Regions from separate parts of the Mus musculus genome. Here all the other regions are linked to region 2. The links are chromatin contacts, called in public Hi-C and promoter capture Hi-C maps. All regions are on one chromosome and are shown on one strand. The core of a region is the stretch at or near the end of the contact, and the rest is flanking DNA. Distances in the headings are between cores, read along the strand shown.

Region 1 (3,595 bases), core at 422-2,921, 460 kb before region 2:
GATGGTCTGCTTTTTGTCTGGTCATAGCAAAAAAAAAAAAAAAAAGAACCTACCTCCTGTGGCCAGGTGGGATGGGGTTAGGCAGCACGGCCCGCCTAAGATGCAGAGTGGAACTTGGAAGCTGTCTCCCCAGACTTTCATCCTCTTCCTCCCTGTTCCCCTTTCTCCTTTCCCCTTCAGCCTCCCCCACCTCCACTTTTGGGTTCTGAAATTGAGCTGGCTCAGCTTCCTACCTTCCTCTGCAAGTTTCCAATCAGGATCTGAGAGTGTCTGCGCTCAGCTGGCCAGGGTTGGAATCCCAGAATTCAGGCAAACTGCTCAGCTAGAATCACACTGCAAACCACCATGCCTGCCTGCCTGCCTGTCTCTGTCTCTGTCTCAATCTCTGTCTCTGTCTCTCTTTGTCTCTATCTCTGTCTGTGTCTCTGTGTCTATTTCTATTTCTGTCTCTATCTGTCTCTGGCACTATCTGTCTGCCTTTGTCTTTGTCTGTTTCTGTCTCTCTGTCTCCTCTGTGTGTCTCTTTGTTTCTGTCTCTATCTCTGACTCTCTGTCTCTGTCTCAATCTCTGTCTCTCTCTGTCTCCCTTTGTCTCTATCTCTGACTCTCTCTCTGTCTCTATCTCTCTGATTCTCTGTCTCTATGTCTCTGTCTGTCTCTATCTCTGACTCTGTCTCTGTATCTCTCTGCCTCTCTGTCTCTCCTCTCCCTGCTCTTCTTTCTCTCCCTCTCTTAACATTTCCTTTCTCCCTCCTTCTACCCTTCCCTCCACTCCCCTCCCCTGCCCTGCCCTTCTCTCCTCTCCTCTCTGAATTCTGGCCAAGAATTTCACATAGTCCAGCCCAGCCTCAAAGTTATCTGTAGTTGTGGATGATCTTGAACTCCAGACCTTCTTGGCCTCCACTTACCAAGTCCTAAGATGACAGGCCCGTGCCAATGACCACACGTAGCCAACACTTAAAATTTGTCAACACCACAGGTTTTACACGTTTCCATTAATGCTTAATTTCCTGCCAGAAGGCTTTATTGCTTACTTACCTTCAGTAAAATACTAATAGCACACGCCATGCCCACATTTCCAACTCCGACCACAGTAATCTTACACCGGGAAAGTTTATCTTCCGGAACTAGGTTCTGAATCAGCTGCTCCTTGACGGTGGACATGTTGAGCCTGTAGAGTAGAAGGGACCGTCAGTGAATACCTACTCCTGTAGGCAAGACATTAAACAACTTTTTTTTTGGTAGGGAGGAGTGTTAAGGGTTTCACATTGTATCTAAGGCTAGCCAGGAGGTCAATATGTAGTCTAGGCTGGCCTTGAACTCAGCCTCAGCCACTCAAGAGTGCTAGGATTGCAGGCCTGGATCATCCCACCTGTCTAGGAACTCTATGGAGTTCGCAGAGCACAAGGAAGCAAAAGCCTTCTCTAGCTAGAGTGTGGGAGTGAATGAAGCCTCAATGAAGCAAAAGATGACTTCTGGCGACAGGCTCCTCCTCCATTCAGGCTCCTCCTCCCTGCAGGCCCTCCCCCCTACCCCCCCCCCCCCCCCCCAGCTCACAGGCCTACAATGGCTTTCCTTCCCAGGTGAAAGAAGGCACTGGCCACTTCCTCTGGGGAGGCCGAAAACACACACCTTACTGCTGACTCCGCAGCACAGGTAAGAAACCAGGATAACTGTTGGGTCCAGGAGCCAACAGTTATAACGGAAAAGGAACGTCACAAAGTCAACGTCAGCACGCAAGCCCCGCCCACTGCCTGCTCAGGTACCTTGGTGCGTGCACCTGCATGGCCTACCTCAGGTTTTAGGAGACGACTCCAGACGGTTTCCAAGGCCTCTAGTGTAAGATGTAGAAGCCCTGGGACCACACAGAAGATGGCAGCCAGTTTGGCCAGCATCCCTTTAAAGGCCACTTTTCTGCTGGGAGGAAATGCAGAACTTTGAGTTTGAGGAGCATACCTATGGACCCTTTGCCCTTACATCTGTGTGTAGGCATTGAGGGTTGGGGGCATCTGTCTGTTTGCTTGCTTTTGTTTTGTTTTGTTTTGTTTTGCTTTCGAGCCAGGGTTTCTCTGTGTAGCCCTGGCCGTCCTGGAACTCTGTAGACCAGGCTGGTCTCCCAACTCAAGAGATCTACCTGCCTCTGGGATTAAAGGGATTTGCCCCCACCACCTAGCTGTTAGGAGGCTTTTACATCGCTACTGGTCTAGAGAGAAGGCTCCTTCAATAAAAAGCTCCCAATGCAAGCGTGAGGGTTTGACTTGAATCCCCAGAACAAAGGTGTAAGTTGTTACTTAGTCATTAATCCATGTATGGGGGTAGCAGAGACAGCGGCTCCATGGGGCTCCGTAGACAGCCATCTTAGCTTTAATTATGAGTGTCCTTGTCTCAAAAAACAGGGTGGATGACACCTTGGGGCAGGGGAACAATACCTGATAGCATCCTCTGGCCTCCGTGTGTACTAGCTTGCACATGCATGTGTACACACACACACACACACACACACACACACACACACACACTATGTTAGGGTTCTCTAAAGCAGTGGTTCGCAATCTGTGGGTTGCTACCTCTTTGTGTGTGTGTTGGGGGGGGGTGTCACATCAGATATTTACAATTCCTAACAGTGGCAAACTTACAGTTATGAAGTAACAAAATAATATTATGCTCTGCCATTGCTGGAGCAATCTCCACTCTAAAACCAAAACTTCTCGGTCATCAGAACTTAGGTGTCAGGAACAAGAAGCAAAGAATTTCCTGAGGAGTCACTAAGGGTGGTGGGGAATGGAGCCACTCTTTTTTTTCTGCCTCTTCATTCCTGGCTCTGTGGGTCCTGGCTATGGGAGAAAGTGTGCCGTGTATGGGTGCTGATCCAAACACACTCCCTTCTGGAGAGCTCTCCCTAGCCCTCCAGGCTGCTGCCATTTAACCAGTGCTGTGATGGGGTCTTCAAGGAGCCAGCTCACTCTTACCAGGACAGGTGCTTTAGCGTGGCTGTGGAACATGGCAGACCAGTGAGTCCATGAGCATGCTGGGCCCACTGTCACATTTCTCTGGCTGGAAAGCCAGTTTCTTGGTCAGAAGCAATGACTGTGGACATGGCATGCTGTAAGCCCACCCGTGGTTCTGGCAGAAGTATTATGTGCGGGAAAGGCAAGTCCGTAACTAGAGTCATCTCCAGTAAGGGCAAAGTGTCCTATCCGTGAAGCAAGGGGTCTGCAGCTTGCTGAAACTCCAGAGAATGGTGTCATGCTAGGGGATTCAGTGTTGGTCTCTGTCACTCGGCAGTAACTGCATTAACCTTGATGAGTGGAAATCTATGTTGTCGAACCCCATTTCTGCCAACAGTCTGACCTGGTGCATCAGATAATTCCCAACTCATGGTAGGCAGCTCATGGTAACTTAGTGTCCTTTTGTCAAACTTCAGTTTCCAGTAATGCTTAATAACAGGCCCAACACTCTTAAAGGAAAAACAGTAGTCTGCACATGACGGGAGAGCCTTGCTCCAAAATCTCAAAGGTCTCCACTGTGACCCACCTCCTGTAGCCTGCCAAAGGCTCCCAACAGCATCTATCTGCCGCTACACCCCAGCTACCAT
Region 2 (3,335 bases), core at 796-3,295:
TGCATGCACAGCACACACACACACACACACACACACACACACACACACACACACACACTTTCATATACAACCGGCAACACAAACTCATGTATATAAACCCAGTTATCATGGCAAAATCACCCCTTCTCTTACACACGTACACGTACACACCCCCTTCGTGTTCAGAACACTCTGGGCACTCACTGTCCACTGCACCCTGCCCGCAGGAAGCGGCAAAGGCTGCCTTTCCGGGTCAGGTTCTTCCGATGGATAAGCAGTCACTTACCCGCGCGTAGCGGGATGAGTAGGGGTCCTCGAACAGCGCCCAGATGCGCGGTTGCCAGCGGCGCCAGAAGCCGCCAGGCCGGCCATCTGGGGAGTCACTGAGTGCCAATCTCTTGGTCATCTCCAGCTCGTCCTCGCCGTCGCCCGAGTCGCCGGGGCCGTCGGCGTCCGCGTCGTCGGCGCTGTTGTCCAAGGGCGCACCGCCAAAGCTGTCCAGCGCCTCCTCAGCGTCTCGGTGCTGGCGATAGGTCATCCAGCAGCAGGGCTCCACGTCCGTCTCGTCGATGCCCCAGAAGGCCAGCTCCTCCTCGTAGAGCGGCCCGCACACGTCGGCCGGGCAGTGAAGCTTGCCGGTGCGGTAATAGTTCAGGATGTGAGCGAAGACGCCCGGGTGGCGGTCGAAGAAGAACTCGTCGGCACGCGGGTCATAGTCGAAGTGGCTGTGGGCGTCCGGCTCTGCCAGCCAGGCAAGCCGCGTGCCGGGCAGCGTGCGCAGCGTCGAGCGGTACGTCTGGTGGCGCGTGCCGCCCACGTTGATCACGATGCGCTCGCTCTCGTCCCCTTGGCCCATCGCGGCGCCCCCTTAGGCATGGCGCGGCCCAGCGACACCCATGGGAGCTGCCGCCAGGGGGAGTTGGCGACGGGGAGGGGGGCGCAGGGCCTCTTCCCCCCTCCCCCCAGCCGTCGGGGGGCACAGAGGACCGCGGCTCTGGCCACCCACCCCAACCAACGAGCCAAGCTCCCTCAGGGGGAGCTGTCAGGCAGGTGCGGGTCCAGGGGTGTGTGCACGGGCTCCCTAGGGTCTTTAAGGCGCCTAGTGTGAGAGGGAGCTGGCCTGGCTGCGGAGGAGGCAGTGGAAGAGAGGAGGGAGGTAAAGAGGGAGGGAGGAAGGGAGTGGGGCGGCGCTCAGCGGCGAGGCCCGGGAGGAGGGGAGAGAGGATGGGGGGGCCGGGCTCCCGGTATCATCTCAGCGGGAAAATGGAGAAACCGACACAAAGCTTTTTAGGGGAAGGTCAGCTGCTCCGTTTCGGGGGCCGGACCGATAGACCAGCCCCAGCTGGGAAAGAGGGGGTTACGAGAAATCCGCGCTTGGCTCTGCGGTGGTCGCTGCAGCGCGCTCCCGGTGCGGTGGGGACGGATGCGGCTTGCTCTCCTCCCTGCGTGACCGGTCCCCTTCGGCTCTCCTTGCCTATCTGCCTACTCCCCTCGGTGGCGGGTGAAGCTGCCTGACCTCCCTCCTCGTTCCTTCTCCCCGCCTCCCGGAGGGGATGGCGGGTCCCCTGGGTAGGGGCACCAGGGTGCTGCCCCGCGGGGCGGCCGCTGAGCGCAGCACCTTGTGCGCTCGGGCTGGGTCAGGGGTTCCGCTGGGCTGCGTTGGGACTCAGGCTTCCGCGGCGGTGCTGAAGGGACAGCTCCCGGACGGCTGCGGAGCTGCGCTGGGCCGAGCGAAGGTTCTCCCGGCCGGGTTTGCTTGGCGGGGCCGGCGGGCACTGGCTCCGGTGTCTCTGCGCCCCGCACTCCGCTCTCTGCTCTAGGAGGGCGGGTGGCGCTGGCAGCCGAGGCGAGGGGCGCTGCCGAGGTCGGGCCCGGTAGGCGGGGGTGGCAGGTCCGGGCGCGGCGCAGCGAGACTGGCGAGGCCAGGGAGGCGAGGCGCGGAGCGGCCACCGCCGCCACCGCCGCCGCCGCGCCGCTGCTGCCTCCGGGCTGCTGCTCCGCTGCCTGCTCGCTTGCTCGTTCGCGCGGTCCGCGTCCAGCCCGCGGCTCTCCGGACACGGGCACACGGCGCGCGCAGCCGCACTCGCCCCCGGAGGGAGGCGCCGCGCTGGGTCCTAAAAAGCCCTGATTCTGCGCCCCCCTCCGAGGCCGGCACCGAACCCCGCCTCCCTCAACCCTGGCGCTGGGGGCGCCCGCCCTTCGTTGCCTCTTGCTCGGTGGGGACCCGCCGACGCTCCGCCCTAGGGGAGCTCCACTTGTTGGGCGGAGGCTCCCAGCGACGTCTGGGCCCGCGCCCCCGTCACACCGAGGTGAGAAGGGCGGCGGCCAGCTCCTCTTCTAACCCAGGAGCCATCTGATACCCTGAGCAGACAAGCCATTCCTTGACCAGGACGAGACTGACCTCTTAAGGAATCTTTTAATACCGACCCTTCCCGGGGAAGCCTGAAGGCCCAATGATTCTTTCAGAGATAACTTCTTACAGGGACTGTAAAATAATACCTTTTTCACCATCCCTCTGTCCTAACTCACCATTAATGATCAATCCCGAGCCCCTCTTGATCCCTTTGGCCCCTTTCAGGCCTTGAACCCTTCCTGATTCTAGGGTGGCTTAGTCACAACCATGACAGACAGACCTCAGTTTACCCAGAAAACTGAACTACCTTATGAAAACATGCACAAAGACTGCTCAGCCCCTTGAATACTGGCGGCCTCGCTCCCCTTCAGGCACTCTGGGTGGTGAGCCATGCATGTCCAGGGCTGTGGTCCCTACATACTGGAAGTTAATGCTGGGGACAGAGATCGTATTTCTAACTTCAAAGTCCTTCTGGCCCACGCTTGCCACTCACCCCTAGGTTTATTTAATCAACAGTCATTAGCTCTCATTCCGTACTTGCTCCAGATTCTCTACCAAGTACAAAAATCACACGGGACAAGTCAGACCCAGCTCTCAACCTCCAGGGACTCCCAGCTTTTTAAAGAAGTGAGCAGGTGGGATTGAGAGGGACTGGAAGGTCAGGCCCAGCTCCAGAGGCCACTGGGCTATGAAAGATGCTTATTGATTCCTGTCCACTACAATCGAACAGGCTGCCCCGGCACAGGGGATTTAATTAAGAAGCGAGAGACTCTTACCTGTTGGCTAACAGTGCAGATAGCTGTCTGTCTATACTGACCCCCAGGCACTGTTGCGAGCCTAGGGACAAACCTGTGACCTATCTCCCCACCTGATCGTGGGAATCACAGCACTAATTAAAACAGATCTTCATGTCACAGGGGGAAAGTGCGGGGAGGTAGAGAGGGGGTGAGAGGCGGGAGGCAGAGAGGCAGAGTTATCAGAAAGGGGCAGAGATGGACAGACA
Region 3 (3,329 bases), core at 394-2,893, 300 kb after region 2:
CTCTTTGTAGCAGGGTCCACGATACCTACCAGCAGATCTGGAAAGAAGAAAATGCCATCTGAAAGTCCCCTGCTCAAAAGGAAACTGTCCCATGGTGGCCCGCATTCCCAGTGCCCCTATTACCCTAGCTCCAGCCTCAAGCCTTCACTCAAGCTACACAGTGGGTAGAGGTCTGTCTCAAGAGTCTGAGCCCCAGGGCAAGCCATTACAGCTCCATCAATCTCCAGGAGCCACTCCAGGGTGGCATCTGCAATGGAAACATCACTACTGTTCTTGACAAAAACCTGGGTCACCTACTCTGTACCCAAGCTAGCCCTGAATCAGCTGCTCAGGCCCAAACTCTCTCTCTCTCTCTCTCTCTCTCTCTCTCTCTCTCTCTCTCTCTCTCACACACACACACACACACACACACACACACACACACACACACACACACACCCAGGGCTAAAGGGAAGAAACCAGTCTGAAGGTCTACAGGGTGCAAAGCAGACACTGGCAGAACAAACCCTCTTAAAACTCAGGGACGGTAGCCAGGGCCTTGCGGTGCACTTGCAATCCCAGAACTCTGGGAGTGGAGGCAGAAGTTCAAGGTCATACTCTGCTACATGCCAAGTTTGAAGCCATCCTGGGCTATAAGAAATCCTGTCTTGAATAGGTAAATAAGCAAATAAATAAACAAATAAGTAAATAAATAGATGTAGGATCAAAAATAATCCTCAAAGGGAAGAAGAATCGTCGGTTGAGAAGTTCTGAGACTAATATTTCTCTCACCCCTGCCCCTGCGTTGATGATGTAACCTTTCGCTGCCTTCTTTCCCTGGGTATCAAGTGCTGTGTAAGAGGCAGGTAAGACTTAACTATGGACCGGGCAAAAATAGAAGTCAGGGGTATAGGGGCCGCTGAACCAACCTAAGAGAATTCCACAAAAGCAACTTCTTCAGAGCCATCCTCAGTTTGAAGCCCCATGGCCTGGCTGAGGACAGTGAGCAGGCAAGGGCGGGACGAGAATCCTCTGTGGGCGGGGCTTGCGTCTAGGCCCACCTCTACCTCTCAGGAGCCGATCTGGCGCCCTCTGGCGGCGGAGGCTGCACTCGCTCTCGGGAGCCCCCCGCCCGCAGCCTCCCACCCCCACCGCGCACGGGTCGGTGCCTGAGGACGGGCTCACAGACACACGCCAGGGAAGCCGGCCGGGAGTGAGCAACCCGGAGTGGGAGGGGGCAGGGAGGTGGCCGCTGCTTGAGCAGCACGAGCAGGTGCGGCGGCGACAGGCGGGGTGGGAACGGAGCGGCGGCGGGGGCTGCGGGCGGGCGGCAGGGCAGCAGGGAGGCCGCGACGCGGAGCCACTGGGGTCTGGGCGGCGGGGGGCGAGGGGATCCAGAGCGTAGACGGTTGCGGGGTGACTCGAAGGGCACCGGATCCCAAGGAGACTAGAGGACAAGGGCTAGAGAAGGAACGGGAGAGCGGCGAGGGAGCCAGGGGAGGGGTGGGATGGGAAATCCGGGGCACACCTGGAGAGGAGACTGGGTCAAGAAGTAAGGCTGGTCCTTGGAGGGGACCGGGGACAGAAGTGGGTGAGGTCAGAGAAGAGCGCGGGGGGGGGGGTGCTGAGGGGGGGGTCGAGTGAGGGCTGGTAAGTTGGGAGACCCGGAGGTGACAAGTTCTGAGGTGGTTTGAGAAGAAAGGCTGGGCCAGGGAAAGGGAGTTAGAGGGGGGTCCTGGGGCGGTGGAGGAGAGCTGAGCGGGTAGAGCACAAGCTGGGTTGGGGGCTCAGTAAGCAATGAGCAGGTGGAGCCGGCATCTGAGGCTAGTAGTATAAAGAGAAGCAGAACCCAGCTGAGGGGCATACCAGCCTAGAGGTTGGTACAAGCTTAGGGTAACCTGAGGAGAGGGCTCAGAGAGGGGGACCCCACAAAGAGGCCCTAGGCCAAGCCAGTGTAGTGCCTCCCCCCATGGGGGAAACCCCTTCCCGGGGCCAACGGAGCCATGCTGTCCCGAAAGGGCATTATCCCTGAGGAATATGTGCTGACCCGGCTGGCAGAGGACCCTGCAGAGCCCAGGTACCGTACTCGAGAGAGGAGGGCCCGCTTCGTGTCCAAGAAAGGCAACTGCAACGTCGCCCACAAGAACATTCGAGAGCAGGGCCGCTTCCTGCAGGATGTGTTCACCACGCTGGTGGACCTCAAATGGCCACACACTCTGCTCATTTTCACCATGTCCTTCCTGTGCAGCTGGCTGCTCTTTGCCATGGTCTGGTGGCTCATCGCCTTCGCCCACGGTGACCTGGCCCCCGGAGAGGGCACCAATGTGCCCTGCGTCACAAGCATCCACTCCTTTTCATCTGCCTTCCTTTTCTCCATCGAGGTCCAGGTGACCATTGGTTTCGGCGGGCGCATGGTGACAGAGGAATGTCCCCTGGCCATCCTCATTCTCATTGTGCAGAATATCGTCGGGCTGATGATCAACGCCATCATGCTGGGCTGCATCTTCATGAAAACGGCCCAGGCCCATCGGCGGGCAGAAACCCTCATCTTCAGCAAGCATGCTGTGATCACCCTGCGCCATGGCCGCCTGTGCTTCATGCTGCGCGTAGGGGACCTCCGAAAGAGCATGATCATTAGCGCCACCATCCACATGCAGGTGGTGCGCAAGACCACCAGCCCCGAGGGCGAAGTTGTGCCTCTCCACCAGGTAGACATCCCCATGGAGAATGGCGTGGGTGGTAACGGCATCTTCCTGGTGGCCCCACTCATCATCTACCACGTCATCGACTCCAACAGCCCGCTCTACGACCTGGCTCCTAGTGACCTGCACCACCACCAGGACCTGGAGATCATTGTCATCTTGGAAGGCGTGGTAGAAACCACGGGCATCACCACCCAGGCCCGCACCTCCTACCTAGCTGACGAGATTCTATGGGGGCAGCGCTTTGTCCCCATTGTGGCCGAGGAGGACGGCCGCTATTCTGTGGACTACTCCAAATTTGGTAACACCATTAAAGTGCCCACACCACTCTGCACAGCCCGCCAGCTTGATGAGGACCGCAGTCTGCTGGATGCCCTGACCCTCGCCTCGTCGCGGGGGCCCCTGCGCAAGCGCAGTGTGGCTGTGGCGAAGGCCAAGCCCAAGTTTAGCATCTCTCCAGATTCCTTGTCCTGAGTTGCAGTTCCTCAGGCCCCCACTCACTTGTGTGGGCACGTGGAAAGTGAAGTATGGTATGTAGAGTGGTGGGGTGCGAGCCTCTTGGCCAGACGAGGGTCTGGTGTGGGACAAGACCCTGCTCGGCTCAGCCTCCCCGCTGCTGTGTGTCTGGGGTGTTACAAGATACTTGTC

The links. Promoter capture Hi-C pulls out the DNA fragments that hold promoters and counts their contacts. A called contact is a pair of places that touch in the nucleus more often than the background predicts.
Region 1: a contact with region 2 is called in a promoter capture Hi-C map of embryonic stem cells, with 2.1 times the contacts expected there. The contact joins the promoter of Ldhc here to the promoter of Kcnc1 in region 2. A contact is called at or near these places in 2 of 39 promoter capture datasets (embryonic stem cells and liver) and 1 of 484 Hi-C or Micro-C datasets (bone marrow-derived macrophages).
Region 3: a Hi-C map of cortical neurons shows a contact between it and region 2, with 6 times the contacts expected there. The contact joins the promoter of Kcnj11 here to the promoter of Kcnc1 in region 2. A contact is called at or near these places in 10 of 39 promoter capture datasets (the 3T3-L1 cell line, cranial neural crest, embryonic stem cells and 5 more), 2 of 15 datasets of contacts at CTCF or cohesin (the NIH/3T3 cell line and embryonic stem cells), 42 of 484 Hi-C or Micro-C datasets (the C2C12 cell line, the G1E-ER4 cell line, the N1E-115 cell line and 23 more), 15 of 115 datasets of contacts at active chromatin or transcription factors (acute myeloid leukemia, astrocytes, embryonic basal ganglia and 8 more) and 3 of 9 other capture datasets (adipose tissue, embryonic stem cells and macrophages).

What each region holds. Positions count from the first base shown.
Region 1 is chr7:46,859,339-46,862,933 of GRCm38.p6, reverse strand. It overlaps Ldhc (lactate dehydrogenase C), which reads right to left and starts at 1,671. Exons shown (of 8, transcript NM_013580.4): 1 at 1,633-1,671; 2 at 1,039-1,171. The coding sequence starts at 1,164. It overlaps Gm39011 (a long non-coding RNA gene), which reads left to right and starts at 1,690. Exons shown (of 3, transcript XR_882073.3): 1 at 1,690-1,770.
Region 2 is chr7:46,395,178-46,398,512 of GRCm38.p6, reverse strand. It overlaps Kcnc1 (potassium voltage gated channel, Shaw-related subfamily, member 1), which reads right to left and starts at 2,045. Exons shown (of 4, transcript NM_001112739.2): 1 at 266-2,045. The coding sequence starts at 835.
Region 3 is chr7:46,098,551-46,101,879 of GRCm38.p6, reverse strand. It overlaps Kcnj11 (potassium inwardly rectifying channel, subfamily J, member 11), which reads left to right and starts at 1,643. Exons shown (of 1, transcript NM_010602.3): 1 at 1,643-3,329. The coding sequence starts at 1,983. The coding sequence ends at 3,155.